Regions from separate parts of the Mus musculus genome. Here regions 1, 3, 4 and 5 are each linked to region 2. A link is a contact called in public Hi-C, HiChIP or PLAC-seq and promoter capture Hi-C data. All regions are on one chromosome and are shown on one strand. Each heading gives the region's core, a stretch centred on a gene start, on an enhancer-like site or on the middle of the called end of the contact. The rest is flanking DNA. Distances are from core to core; before and after follow the strand shown.

The links. Promoter capture Hi-C pulls out the DNA fragments that hold promoters and counts their contacts. A called contact is a pair of places that touch in the nucleus more often than the background predicts. HiChIP or PLAC-seq counts read pairs in DNA pulled down with a chosen protein or histone mark.
Region 1: a Hi-C map of embryonic stem cells shows a contact between it and region 2, with 5 times the contacts expected there. The contact joins the promoter of Inava here to the promoter of Tmem9 in region 2. A contact is called at or near these places in 6 of 39 promoter capture datasets (cranial neural crest, embryonic stem cells, liver and 2 more), 1 of 484 Hi-C or Micro-C datasets (embryonic stem cells), 7 of 115 datasets of contacts at active chromatin or transcription factors (the 230-238 cell line, embryonic stem cells, extraembryonic endoderm stem cells and 3 more) and 2 of 9 other capture datasets (adipose tissue and liver).
Region 3: a promoter capture Hi-C map of the HPC-7 cell line shows a contact between it and region 2, with 2.1 times the contacts expected there. The contact joins the enhancer-like site here to the promoter of Tmem9 in region 2. A contact is called at or near these places in 2 of 39 promoter capture datasets (3T3-L1-derived adipocytes and the HPC-7 cell line), 4 of 484 Hi-C or Micro-C datasets (the HPC-7 cell line, cortical neurons, nephron progenitors and 1 more), 2 of 115 datasets of contacts at active chromatin or transcription factors (double positive thymocytes and embryonic stem cells) and 3 of 9 other capture datasets (adipose tissue, embryonic stem cells and liver).
Region 4: a contact with region 2 is called in an H3K4me3 HiChIP or PLAC-seq map of embryonic limb bud, with 2.1 times the contacts expected there. The contact joins the promoter of Tnni1 here to the promoter of Tmem9 in region 2. A contact is called at or near these places in 1 of 39 promoter capture datasets (the SN4741 cell line), 1 of 484 Hi-C or Micro-C datasets (nephron progenitors) and 1 of 115 datasets of contacts at active chromatin or transcription factors (embryonic limb bud).
Region 5: a promoter capture Hi-C map of embryonic stem cells shows a contact between it and region 2, with 2.5 times the contacts expected there. The contact joins the promoter of Lad1 here to the promoter of Tmem9 in region 2. A contact is called at or near these places in 1 of 39 promoter capture datasets (embryonic stem cells), 1 of 115 datasets of contacts at active chromatin or transcription factors (embryonic stem cells) and 1 of 9 other capture datasets (adipose tissue).

What each region holds. Positions count from the first base shown.
Region 1 is chr1:136,232,996-136,235,695 of GRCm38.p6, forward strand. It overlaps Inava (innate immunity activator), which reads right to left and starts at 1,285. Exons shown (of 10, transcript NM_028872.3): 1 at 908-1,285. The coding sequence starts at 1,110. It also overlaps the pseudogene Gm3878.
Region 2 is chr1:136,016,724-136,019,423 of GRCm38.p6, forward strand. It overlaps Tmem9 (transmembrane protein 9), which reads left to right and starts at 1,278. Exons shown (of 6, transcript NM_025439.3): 1 at 1,278-1,339; 2 at 1,783-1,884. The coding sequence starts at 1,819. It also overlaps a transcript of Igfn1 not described here.
Region 3 is chr1:135,843,411-135,846,110 of GRCm38.p6, forward strand. Tnnt2 (troponin T2, cardiac) reads left to right here. Exons shown (of 15, transcript NM_001130181.2): 4 at 2,145-2,234; 5 at 2,488-2,523. Among named protein-coding and RNA genes, the nearest start is that of Tnnt2, 8.4 kb to the left of the region's middle. Within about 2 kb of position 1,256, at least 33 of the 459 cell types and tissues checked have an H3K27ac peak or open chromatin away from gene starts, as enhancers often do. A contact at or near this core is called in the HPC-7 cell line, where this site is marked.
Region 4 is chr1:135,798,099-135,800,798 of GRCm38.p6, forward strand. Tnni1 (troponin I, skeletal, slow 1) reads left to right here and starts at 1,323. Exons shown (of 10, transcript NM_021467.5): 1 at 1,323-1,398; 2 at 1,875-1,922.
Region 5 is chr1:135,817,232-135,819,931 of GRCm38.p6, forward strand. It overlaps Lad1 (ladinin), which reads left to right and starts at 1,367. Exons shown (of 10, transcript NM_133664.3): 1 at 1,367-1,785. The coding sequence starts at 1,748.

The DNA.
Region 1 (2,700 bases), core at 35-2,534, 220 kb after region 2:
CAAGGGATAGGTGGGCACTCTCCAGAGGAAGCTTAAAACTAACTTGGAACTCAGCACCCATTTTCCCTGATCCCAGGTCCCAGAGCCACTGGCTACGAGGACAGGCGAGGAAGTGAGATTTTCTAGCACCGGAATCCCATCTAGGTGGAAGACAAGCCCTTTCCACGACAGCCATCTCTTCAAAACCTTTCGTGTCCAAACTCTTTCACAGACCTGTAACCAAACATACTCCGCTCTCTCCGCTGCCCCCGAAGTTTCTGTGATACTTTAGGAGTCAAAGTTTTTAAAACCAAGTCCTTCAACCTGACCACATCACCCCAACAGCACCCAGCAAAGCACAACCACCAGCATTCCCACAATTACTTAGTGCATTAACAAATCAATGACCAGCCGCGGAGCTCGGGAAATAGTCGGGGACTCTCTGGGCAGGAGGGGTGGAAGAATATCTGTTTTCTTTCTCCACTCCTCTCTGGCCACTAGGAAAGGTATTCACCTCAACTAAGCCAGGGTGGAGAACTAGGGGTAACAGAAGATGCACCCTGAAATCAAACCTCTAAGGCTCTCTGTAAAAAGCCCCTTTGTCCTGTCCCCCCCAGCCCCTCCCCCACCGCGCCCTCTCCTTCTAGGCCGGCCTGGGACTCCGGCTCCTTTTGTTTGCCTGCTTTCTGCCTTCTCGGAACCTGGCCAGGAGAGCCACCGGCCGGGGGAGTGAGTCGAAGGAGAAAGGTTGGCCGTTGGAAACAGCTTTGGGGTAGAAATTCGGGAATGCTCGACCCCTTGGTAAAATTACCCCCTTTCCCTGCAAGACTGCCTCTGCAGAGGATGAAGACCGAGGTTCAGGAGCTCGATTTCCCCCCCCCCCCCCCCCCAGTTCTCCCGCGCTCCGTTCACTAAGTTTCCGCCTTACCTGTCCCACCGAGCTCTGGCGCCTCGCGCCTGCCCCCGCGCCCCCCGCGCCGGTCGCGCAGCTTCAGGACCTGTTGGTCCCGCCCATCTTCCCTCTCCCCAAGGCTCCCCCGGGCCTCCCCTCCCCGGAGGTATTTCATTTAACTTCGGCATTTGCAGCATCCCAAATGTTAAAGATCCCAAGACATCTGTCCCCTGGGGCATACCAAAGGCCCAGTGAAGAGAGGGGAAGATGCTAGAAGGGATTCGAGATTCTGAACCCAGAGACGGGGCGGGGCCTCACGTTGGGTTGGGGCAATGCCAGCCCAAGTGTGCATCCTGCGGCAGCAACAGCGCGAGGGGCGACGCTGCTCCCTGTCTCCCGCATTCACGCAGCCTCGTGGTGTGACACCCCCTACAAGGCCGGTTTCTGAAATCTGGGCGGGGCGAGGCTCGACTAGAGGTCCTAGGGGCCGCCTTTCATCCCCTCTCTCTGGCCCGGCTGGGGGCAGTTTTCATTCCGGAGACCCAAGCGTGGAAGAATGAAAGGAGACGGCACGCCCCTCCCCCTCCTCGCCTATCCTTTCTGGCGGCCGGGACTGCGGCGCGATCGAACCCTGGTCGCCTCCCCTCCGTAGTTCCCAGCCCTGTCCCTTTTGGGGGCAGCGGGCAGAACTCCGGCTTTGGCGGCAAGGCACACACTCCTGGGCAGCGCCTCCTGCTGCTTGCGACGAGCCCACGAAACCATCCATTCATTCAAACTCGCGCTTTCCCCTTTTTCCGTTGGTTCTGTTTACATTGGTACTGTCCTTGCCAGGGCCAAGCATGGCAGTTCAAAGTTCAGACTCCTTTACTAGGAGGGTTCTTAAGTCCAGATCAAGCTGGTATACGTTTGAAGACCAAAAACCAACGGATAGTGGAGGTTGAACCAGGCTGAGGGTCCCCAAAGCCTGGCCAGAGGAGTGTGCTCTCTAAAGAGGAACCTTTGACAGGCAGGATGTACAAGACATCTTGGCAAGGGAACACAGCAGGACCTACGAGCTGTAGGGGATTTAAGATAGAGGTGGGGAGGGGAAGTTACAAGACAGTTACAAGAGTAACTTGTGCACTGGAAGAAAGAACAATCAGACTTTTCTGAGTCTATTGTATACTGGTTCTGAATTGACACTGATCCCAAGAAACACTGTGGCCCTCCAGTTAAAGTAGGGGCTTATGGAGGACAGGTGATTAATGAAGATTTGGCTGATGTCCAACTCACAGTAGGTCCCCAAACTCATCCTGTGGTCATTTCCCCAGTTCCAGAAATGTATAATTGGGATAGATACACAATACTTAGAAGTTGGCAAAATTCTCACATGGGTTCCCTGACCTGTGGAGTGAGGGCTGTTATGATTTGAAAAGCTGAAATGGAAGCCTTTAGAGTTGCCTCTGCCTAAGAAAATAGTGAATCAAAAACAGTATCGTATCTCTGGAGGAACTCTAGAAATCAGTGCCACCATCAAGGACTTGAAAGAGGCAGGGGTGGTGGCTCCCACTGCATCTCCCATTAATTCTCCCATCTGGCCAGTGCATAAGACAGATGGGCTGTGGAGAATGACAGTTGACTATTGGAAACCAAATCAGTTAGCAACTCCAACTGCAGCGGCTGTACCAGACAGTGTACTTGCTTGAGCAAATTCAGATATTTTCTGGTACCTGGTATGCAGCTATTGATCTAGCAAATACCTTCTTCTTAGTACCTGTCCATACGGACCACTAGAAGCTATTTGATTTCAGTTGGCAAGGCCAGCAAGTTTTGCTTCAAGGATATATTAA
Region 2 (2,700 bases), core at 28-2,527:
GCAGTTGGACTACAGACTGTAAGTCATCAACAAATTTGCTTAGTATATAGAGACTACCCATAAGTTCTGTGACTCTAGAGAACCCTGACTAAAACAACCATTGTTTTTTGGTTTTTGTTTTTGTAATAAATATCAAGTTATACAAGAGCAGAGATGGGGCTGAAGAGATGGCTTAGTGGTTACGTGTACTGACTGCTCTTCCAAAGGTCCTGAGTTCAATTCTCAGCAACCATATGGTGGATCACAACCATCTGCAATGTGATCTGACACCCTCTTCTGGTGTGTCTGAAGACAACTACAGTGTACTCATATACATAAAATATAAATAAATCTTAAAAACAACAACAAAAAAAGAGAACAGAGACAAGGCTAGCCTCCCCCTCCCCCAGGCAGCTTCAGTGTCTTATATAGTACCCACCACAAATAGTGCTCAGATAATATGTCTAAGGAGGAAAACTCTTTTGTGACACATGACTTTCTATACTAAATTTCATTCTGGCCATATGACTATTCTTCTTTCCAGGAGCCCCAACCCATCAAAGCTGTAGGGACCCTTAGCTAAGGAAACTGGTACCCAGAGAGGGAATGCATGTTTTCTAGGGTAACACAGGAGCTTAGTTCGATGCACTTGAGGCCAAAGCTCAAGTGTCCTCACTGCAGTGGCCCCTGGACTCAGGTGACTCCAGTTTCCTTCACTGCTGCTAAGAAGTTCACATCTGTCCCTCTGCAGCCTGTAACCTCCTCCTAGTCCCAGACTGGCCTAGTACACCTTGTTTCAATTTGCCAGGCCTTCAGAACCAGTGCAGGCTAAGGAGGCACAGCTCCCTCCAGCCCACGCCTATTACTAATCCTGTCTTGCCCTCTTTGGCATATGTCTTTGTGTGTAGGAATAGAGCCTGGGCCCTTGAGTTCCTTGTTAAAAAACAAAACAAAACAAAACAAAAATGTGTCTCTATAATAATATTTTCAGACTATGAATAAGCACAATGGTCCTTGATCTTGTTCTAAAATCATTACTAGTTTCATTTCTAAAATGCTTTCTCTGAAACAGTAAGATAGTATAAGGCGAGGACAAACAAAGCACTCTAGGAGGAGTTGAACGGACCCACAGGGCTAGAGCTTCAGTTTTCAGTAGGAAAGGCAGACATTCCCTTTTCTTGCTAAATCCTGGTAGAGAAATGCGTGCCTCTCCCTAGATTGTAAGCCTCCGGGACCAAGAGAAGGTGGGTCTTGTTGTCTTGGCAACTAGCGAGGTTGGGCTGAGCGGCGACTGTAGCAGCCAATAGATGCTGAAGGGGTGGAGCCTGCTGATCAGTGGCGGCTGCGGCTGAGCTTGCAGGTTGGTAGACTCGGCATTGGGGGAGGGGTACGGGGGTCGCAGGGACACTGGGGGTTCACAGCCACCCCAAATCCTTAGGCAGGGTGTGCAGTACTCTTGGCGGTCGGAATCGGGGCTTCTGGTTGGGCCTGAGCGGCGCCACCAGGGCGGTGGAGGCAGAGATGGCGGAGGGCGGTGGGAGGAGAGGTGAGGGTCGGAACGCGGCCTGGTGACAGGATCTGGGGGCTCCGGGCGGCTGTAACCTCAGAAAACTCCCTCTGCTAGTGCACAGATAGCTTTTGAGAGCTGGGCTTGGTGAGGAGAGGGAAAGGTTTAGAAGGCCAGGAATCCTGGAACTCAGCCCTCTTCCCTCGTCTGGCAAAGCTGAAAAGGGGCCGAGGGTGCTGCCTCTGTTGTGACCACTATCCCTTTTTCCGACTCCATGTTTCTTTTTATCCCCCCAGGCATCTAGTCTTGCTGGCTCAGCAAGCCCGATAAGCATGAAGCTGCTGTGTTTGGTGGCTGTGGTGGGGTGCTTGCTGGTGCCCCCAGCTCAAGCCAACAAGGTGAGGGAAGTGGGCCAGCGGCACCTTGTTCCTGGGCTGCCGCCGAGGTAGCCGAAACGCCACCCTGACCCCTCCCCCACCCGAGAACCCTACTTGGGGGCGGGGACCTTACCTGGGACAAGCTGCTGGCCTTCCTAAGGGTGTAGGGAGCACGGGGTTCAGAGCCTACCGCACAGGGTCCGGACCAAACTAGCCCTAGGTAGACTTCTCCGCAAGCAAGAAAGTTTAAGAAAAGTTACCCAAGTTCTCTGTATCTTCCTTTGCCCCAAGTAAAAACAGCTGTGGTCGAATCTCCTGCTCAATTTGATAGTCAAATCATGTAATGTTGTAAAATGCTCTGAGTGTAAAGGCATGCACAGATGGGAGCTTTTTGGCTTCAAAGCTAACCCAGCTGCACTGTGGACTCCAGAGGCTGCTCTCATTCCTTCCGGGTGGGAGACCCGCAGCTAGGTTTAGATGATGTACGCGGCTCTAGGCTGTCCGCTTTCGATTCTGACTCTCCCTGAGACACTGAAATAACATTGAGTATTAGGGCTTGCGTGCTTCTTTGCTCTTCAAGGAATTCCTGACGGGAGTCTTCCCGTGATAATGTCCCAGTTTTCTTTATTCATCCCTTTCCCCTTTCTAACCTAAGGAGTTAAGACAGAATTGAAGGGGAATCTGGCCACCTAGCTCACCAGACACAATTGTAGGCCCCAGGGTTGAAAAAGCCTGTCACTTTGCTTGCTATATACACTGCAGCCCCAACTCTTCCCTCCTCCCTCCCCCCATCCCCCCCCCCCCCTTTCCCCCAGCACGTCACTTCATGGATGGCAG
Region 3 (2,700 bases), core at 6-2,505, 170 kb before region 2:
TTCAGAGCAGGAATGTGGGGTACTTGGAGGGGGAGTCAAATCTTTTCCTATTCTCCCTGCTACTGGGGTCTACCATTTCAGTGAGCGAGAAGCCAGGGCCTGTAGCTGGGGCGCTTCTCTCTCAATGCTTTCAGTTGCTAGGCATGCTAAGCTGCTCCATCCTCAGTAGTGGTTGGCAGGCAATGGTCCTTGAGGCTCAGGCATGTCACGAGGAGTGAGGCTGCCATATTGCTTGAATGTTGACTTGTGAATCAGAGTTCAGGCCTAACTCTGAGCTGGTTGTGGTCTGCGCTGCTGCCAGGCTTTGCACCGCACACTAACCTGTTCTGCTTGCTCCCTTTGCTGTCGCCACCGCCACCTCCTGCACCCGGAAGAGGAAGACTGGAGTGAAGAAGAGGAGGACGGTAGTACAGCGTTCCCTATCCTGTGCCTGTCCCTGCTTTCTTGCTCCTCCTGGGCTCTGGGCTTAGGCTAGGGAGACCAACAACTTCAGAGGGCCAGGACCCTAGGACCCCTCCCCCATTCCCTCTTTTCCTTCTGGGAGGGAAGTGGGAAGGATCTGGGCTATCCTGTCTTCCCACCTGCTCCACATATGGTCACAGAAGGATTCCTGTGATAGGAACAAACCCCAGCTGCTCCACTGCTCATGTCAGTGTTCATGTGGGGACCTTCCCTGTTTTGCCTAAGGCAAGGTTGGGCTCTGGGGACAGAAAAGGCCAGAAATAGCCAGAGCAGAAAGGACATGATGTCAGCTTTCAGATGTGTTCTGCTGAGAGGTGGGGTGAAGGTGGACTTGCTTCTTGGGGGTAACAGGAGGCGAGGGGAGACAGAATGGGGCTTAATTTTAGGACTGGCTTTCCTACAGTGATGTCCAGGGAGGCCTAAGTGTGACCTGTTCCTTGGGCTTCTAAATGACCACTGGGCCCATGGCACGTGGCACAGGAAAATGAAACTTAGGGTGAATGGGAGAAGAGGTGGCCTCAGGGTGGACCCCATAGCTGGCCACCTTCCTCTACTCTTATGCTACCTGACAAACCTCCTGGAGGGTTGAAAGAAGAGGCACCCCAGGACTTCAGTGGGGACCCAGTCCTAAGAAAGGAGGGCAGAGACGATGAGGCAGTGGGGGTGGAGGCCCTCTCTCCTCTGATGGTTCTTTCTGTCCTGAGGTGTTTCTTCTCCCTCTGCCAAGGGGCCACCACTTGTCAGTCTATCAATCACTGAATGTTACAAGCACTTCCGCCAAGCTGAGTCATGGTCTGGATGGCATCCTGTCTCCCTAATCTGTCTGTCCCTTCAGAATGTTGGGAGAGGCGGGGTCCATCCACATCCTGTCAAGCAAACGATGAAAATAGAAACTGCTGGCAACCTTCTGGGTAGCACATCTCTCTAACTATTGGACCTTTCATCCGCCCGCACAACCTCTGTTGGGTTTGGAAGAAGGACTTGAAGAGACACTGGATTCACAACAGACTTTCCCTAGCACCTCAGTTTAGTCAGGACCTGTCCTGTGGTGCCAGCACCTCTGGGGTGAACAGTTGGGGAAGACGATGGATTTCTGTCCCCAGGAAGGTCATGGGGGAAGCTAGTGCTAAACTGGACAGAAAGAGGCTAGACAGAACTTCACCCCAACTAGTCCCCAGCAGTGAGTCTTGATGTCCTGTCACTGGTGTTTCCCACCGCCACACCATTATATTTTATCTATGTATATAATGTGTTTCTACACTAGGGAAGACCCAGCTCAGATTTCCAAACTCTCAGGGAGCCAAATTTAGGGGTACTTACCAGTCAGATGGGACCCTTCTGTTGGATTTCACTTTACCTGCAAAGGAGCAGACAGGGAACTCTGGGGCACTGACTTACTTGGGGGGCGGTTGAGGCATGGATGAGAGTGTAGATGAGTGGGTGAGGTTATAGGAATCTTTGCTTGCAGAAGTAGTCCTGGGCTGGGCGTGGCTTTGTGCTCCAGTTTGAACCAGGAGCCAAACAGCATTCCTCTGTCATTTGGGTCTGTGGCTCCTATATCATGTGAGCCTGGATGTTACTGGCTCTGTTCTACCCTCCCGATGTGATCTCTGTTCTGGGGGTGCTTTCTGCACGTTAAGAGAGAGGGTCAGTTGGTCATGGTGTCTTTTTTACCTCTCCAGAGCAAGAGGAGGCAGTGGAGGAGGAGGAGGCTGGTGGGGCTGAACCTGAGCCTGAGGGTGAGGCTGAGACAGAGGAGGCCAACGTAGAAGGTACAGCCCAGGGTGAGGGGATGAGGGGCTAGGGGTGGTGTCTTAAGTCGTCCAACAGGTGCTTGCTAGCTTGTGTCCCTGTCTGGGCTCGGGGGATGCAGCAGTCTGCTTTCTGGGTGATGATTGTCAATACAGAGCTTCGTTTGTGGTTGACCCTACAAACCAGCAGAATATCCTGCCTGACCATGGGGAATGCTCTTGGGGGAATCTGAGTTGGAACAGGACCTCTGTTGATTGATCATGTTTTGTTTAGAGGTTGGTCCTGATGAAGAAGCCAAAGATGCTGAAGGTAAGTGATGCTGGCACAAGAGAACTCCTCATAGTAGCCTTGGGTGAGACTGTGTCCAGGGATTCCTGTGTAACCAGAGGGTGTACAGGAAAGGGTTGGAAGCCAGAATTTGGTGGTACTTGCTGGGCTTGGGAGGGTGGGACTCAAAACCTTTGTCTTCATCTCAGAGAAGTAGCC
Region 4 (2,700 bases), core at 73-2,572, 220 kb before region 2:
CATACACACACACACACACACACACACACACACACACACACCTGCGCGCACACACATACACCTCAAATTTTTTCTTTAAAATTATTTATTTATTTATTTATTTATTTATTTATTTATTTATTTATTTATTTATTATAAGTAAGTACACTGTAGCTGTCTTCAGATGCACCAGAAGAGGGCATCAGATCTCATTATGCGTGGCTGTGAGCCACCATGTGGTTTCTGGGATTTGAACCCATGACTTTCAGAAGAGAAGTCTTACAGGCTTCGAGAATGTGACCTGTGAAGAGCAGACTTGGAGCCATCTCTGCCAGGCAGCAGAATATTAGTGTCCCCATGGCAGGATTTTTCTTCTTTATGGGCCCTGGAAATACACCTCCTTAGCTCACACTTGCCCACCTACACCCTCCCTCTGAGAGCCTGCTTCTGACCTCCCAGAGGGGGTCAGTCCTCTGCCTGTCCTGCCTAACCTGGGATCTTGGCCTACAAGATGACTGACTATAATAGCCACTGGATTAACATAGCAGGCATTGTCTTTCTCTGACTATAGGGTGGGTATTATGTGTTCATCAACAGCCCTAAAAATACTCAGGAAACAGGTGTGGCCCTGCAGTCAGGCAGGCTCTGGTTGACATGAAGATTAAGCAGGGAAAAGACTTTTAGTCTCCCTGGGTTCAAGAAACGGAATGTGGAATGCTACTTAGAACCTGGGCAATGGGGATTCCTTAAAGGCCATCTGAAGATGTGGATGGAAGTCTACTCCATCTGCAGGCTTCCATGAACACAAAGGTTGTGTTTCTGCTATTGGGACTCAGCTGGACCTCAGAAACATGCTCTGGGGCCACCAGAACTCTGCAGGCACCCTCCTGTCTCACTGTCACCAGAGACACAAACACTTAGGTCTTTGGTTTTTTGAGGGGTTTGAAGCATGTCTACAATGTCCTGGCTGCAGAGGAAGTGTCAGCCTGCCAGCTCCTTCCCTGGTCCTTTTAATGGTTTCTCAGGCCTCCCAATGCCCTGATCTCCTTCATACCCCTTCCTGTTCATGTGTCTGGTCAGCTCCACAGCCAGTGTAGTCTTCCCCTCTCTGCCTTCTCCCAGGTGAATGCTGTTTCCCCCAAGTCAAAGGCTCATGTGTGCAGGGTTGGTGTGTGCTCCTGATGCACACACACTGGTCTCTAAGCCTGTGGTCTACACGGCAGCACATATCTGCCCTGCGAGGTGTGCAGGGTGGGAGGGGGTGGGAAGGAGGGGCAGCTGGAGGGGCAGCGGCTGTTCTATTTTTACTGGCCAGTTGCCGGAGGCCACGGTTTTCATAGCCTGCCCTCAGCTCTGCCCCCACACTCTGCAGTCTGTGGTGAGGCTCAGGCCAGCCTAGCTCCACGAGGACTAAACTAGGTAAGTGTCTGACCATGGACCTGGGCAGGGCTGAGTAGAGAGGTGAGGTTTTGTTTAAAGAGGAAATGAAGTTTGGGAGACAGAGATGTTTCTTATTTGGATAAGAAGGTTTGGTGGCAGACTACCGTACGAACCTTGCCTTTTGTCCCATCCAACAGCTGTGGGTGTTGGGTCTTGAGGGAAACAATTGTCCAACATGTTCCTCAGGGGCTCAAAGCAGGGCAGAGTGGAGGATGCTCTCATGAGGGACTGCAGCCAGTGGCAGGAAGGACAGGGCTCCTGGTGGGAGGGGTGGCACTGGGGACCAAGTGAGCCAAGGCATCACAATTAGGAGAAGCCTGGGGAGACAGGACAGTGGTTAAGGCCTGCAGCAACAGGAAAAGAAGATGGCTGGCATGCAGGACTCTGAGGAGACAGTCCGGAGGCCCTGCTGACCAAAGAGACCATCTTGTTTCTTTGTCCTTTCTCTCTGACAGGCACTTTGAGCCCTCTTCACCTGTCTCACCTGCACAGGACACGAACAGGTAAAGACAGACCGTCATGCCTCTCCACTGTTTCTGGCTCTGAGTTGTAGGAGCTGTTGGCAGGAGGTGGATGACAGCAGTGTCTGGGGTGGGAACACAAGAGCCTGTGAGGACATAAGCTAGTAAGATATCTAGACAGCGTGGTGGTAGGAGGAGGATTAGGTTAAAGGCAGCCCCTACCCCAAGGCATGGACTCTAAGTGCTTCTAATGTTGGACTTCCTGGTCACAAGCTTGGAAGTCCAGCTTGTTAACACCCTGTTTGGGAGGATGGGGGTGCCCTTGAACTAAGGTCCAAGGTCATAGGTGGGGAGCAAGGGTAGAGCATGATGTTCTTATGAGGAAGGTCAGTTCCTTTCTGCTGTGTTTCACACAGGACTTACACACTCACACTTAAGCGTGCAGGCGTGGCGTGGAAAGCTGGCAGCTTTTCCACACCAAGGGCCTCAGGGCCAGGAAGGCAAGCCTTGAGTCAGGTCTGAGTCTGATTCCTTCCTTCCAGCTCTGTGTTTTCTGTTATCTGCTTGTAGTACAGATGGAATTCGGCCCTCCTGCCTCACTGCTATCTACAGCCTGGCTTCTAATCAGGCCCTGCTTCTCTTCCGTAGAGCCTGTCAAGGGGTCCTGCCTGGGAGGGGGGTGGTGGTGTTGTCAGAGCACAGGTCAGGCCTCGTGCTTGATGTGGGACCCCTGGGCCTGGCATTTGTCAGTGTGACAGTTGGGGACTGCCTGGAGCTTGGCAGGAGGCCCAGGCTGGCCCCAGCAGTGGGCCCCACACTG
Region 5 (2,700 bases), core at 117-2,616, 200 kb before region 2:
TCCTTCAAACTGCTACTGATCCAAACTGCTACTGAGCACACCTGTGCCCAGCAAAGTGTTGAGGCGACTCTGAGGCGAGATTCCCTTTCAATGCTTGGAAGCCAGGACATGGACACAGATTCCAACTCCATGTTATTGAAACTTCCCTCCCTCCTCTTTCCCACTCATCCCCTGTCCATGGGCTACGGGGCGCACAGTGCCAAGTCTCTCCGAGCTCCCACACCAACATCCAATGAACTATTGGACAGCTTTTTCTAAAACCTTTAATTCAAATGGGTGTTGAATGCAGTTGACAGCTTGACCATATGGAGACAGGTCCCCAAATGGAGTATCATAAGGTCCAAATGGCAAGAAACCCTCTGTTGGTCTCTGGTCAACTTCCTCCCTAAGACCTCTGGAATCCTTGTCCCTTGACCTGAATCCCTGACTCTGGAATCCTTGTCCTGAATCCCAGTTCCTCTCACATCGGGCAGAGGTATGTGAATCACTTCTGGGCCCACAGTTCAGCTTCCCAAAGCTCTTGCTAACCCCACTTCCTGTTCAGTGTCACCTTTGATTACACACTCCTCCCCCATCCCCTTCTTCGTTTCCTTTGTAGATTACAAAAATGGCCCCTCCAGCTCGAAGTGGTGGCTCCTGCCTTTAATTCCAGCATCCTCAGCTTTCAGGAGGCAGAGGCAGGTAGATCTCGAGAGGCAATCAGGCCAGACTCTGACATCCCATCCTGTGTGCTGGGCAGCACCCCAGCCTTCTCTGAACAGTGCCAGTAGCAGCTATTGATTCCATTTCTGATCTTTCAAGGAAAATAAAATTCCCCATCTAGGTATCTGACCTTACACATTCAGTAAGGAGGTAGGTTCCCGAGTGGAAAGCAGCTGGTGCTGCGCTCGCCCACGGGTTCCCACGGGTTCCCACGGGTGGTGTCCGAGTTGCCTCAGGTTATTGCAGTATTAATCTCAGTTACTTATGGACCCTCTTCCTACGACACAGTTATACACCTGTGGGGTATCAAGGAACAGGACCGTGCTTTTGGCGCATATGGTTTTTCATAGCGGTGTCCACTCTATTTTGGCGGGCTTGAGTCTCAGCTCCTTTGAGGAGGGGCTGGTTTTCTTACGCAGTGTCTGCTTATCTAAGCCGAGTCTTTCAGGTAGTTTCTGACCCCCGGGGTGTTTTCTAGGAGCCCCTTACTTCTTCACCGTTGCAGGCACTCTACACCCAAGACTACGGTACCTGATCTAACCTTTCTCCCTGCCTTCCAGCTCTTGGGTTTCTGCCGGCTAAGTCGATTTCCAGGCAGCGAGCTCAGCCTGACCCCGATCTTTGGGTTCCGTCCTCCCCCCAACCCCCTCCCCGACTCCCTGGCACTCTGGACCGCGACTCCCAGGGAAGACGCGGGCCGGCGCCGAGCTGGTCCAACTGGTTCTGAGCAGGAAGTCTCCCGCCCTCGCCCGGGGCAGCAGAGCAGCCCCGCGCTAGCCCCGGCGTGGGTGCAGCCCGCAGCTCGGTGCGACCGTCCCGCAGAGCGGCCGCGCGGGAGACCCGCCCCAGCGGTGATCAGCGCGGCTTTGTCTGGGACGCCCACACCTCAGAGGCCGCTCCTCCGGCCGGCGAATGGGAGCGCGGCGGCGCGGGGCCGAGCCGGGCTGAGATAAGCGGCCATGTGACCCTACCTGGCGCGGGGAGGGGCCGCAGGTGAGCGGCGGAGCAGGGAGCTCGGCACGCGGCGGCCGTGGGGCTCGGCAGCATGTCGGTCAGCAGAAAGGACTGGTCCGCGCTGTCCAGGTGAGTGCAGCCACAGGGGCCGGGTGGCCCGAGGCTGGGGGGTGGGAGCTGTGCCCCTTCGGATCTCCTCTCCCAGACACAGGCCTGCTCTCCGGACGAAGTGAGACACTGGTCTTGTTGCTTTTCGGTGGGGATAGAATTGAGACCAAACTCTGGTCCCCCTAGGTGACAGAGCGGGTGGTCTCCTTGCTCCTTCTCAGCTTCCTGTCCCCTTAGGTCTTAACCAGTACGTTTAGGGTAAGGCTTTTCCGCAGCCTGGACAGCCCAGGGTGCTACTGTCTGTGAGGGCAAGGGACCGTTTTAGGGGGCTGGGAAAATTCAAGAGTTACCCCAAGACTTATTCTTGAGCGGACCCTCAGCCTCTGCGCCTCTGTTAAGAGTTTTAGAATGGATCTGGGAAGTGTCCTTTAGCCCCACCTTATGGAGTCAACAGAACCCGGGTGTGTGAATAGAATCAGAGAAAGTAGCACCCCCACCCCATCCCAAAGAGAGGCTCAAATTCTGAGCACAACATTTGGAGTGGTATCTATGCCACTTGAGGTAAGATGTTATCCTTGTCTGCGCTACAATCTGTGTTTGTGAATCTCAATGGGTCAGAGAATATCTTTGCCATTTCTGCCTGCTGGACAGCCTATCAGGGTCAGAGAAGCCTAGGAGGGGTCAGTATCTAGGAGGCCGCCCCTCTCTTTGTGGCTCCTCTTGGAGCTGCCCCTCCCTCTCCAGAAGTGTTGGAATGAGCATCCGTTCTTCCAATTCCTCACACTGAGTCCCTAACTGGGAAGGCATCCTTTGTCCTAAAGGTAACAGAGGCTCCGGCCAGAGCCCTGTCCTTTCTATTCCTCAGGTTCCAGTCAGGGTAAAATTGGCCTCTTGGCTTCTCTCAAGTGGGCTTTCAGTCTTCAGGTCTTTTGTGGG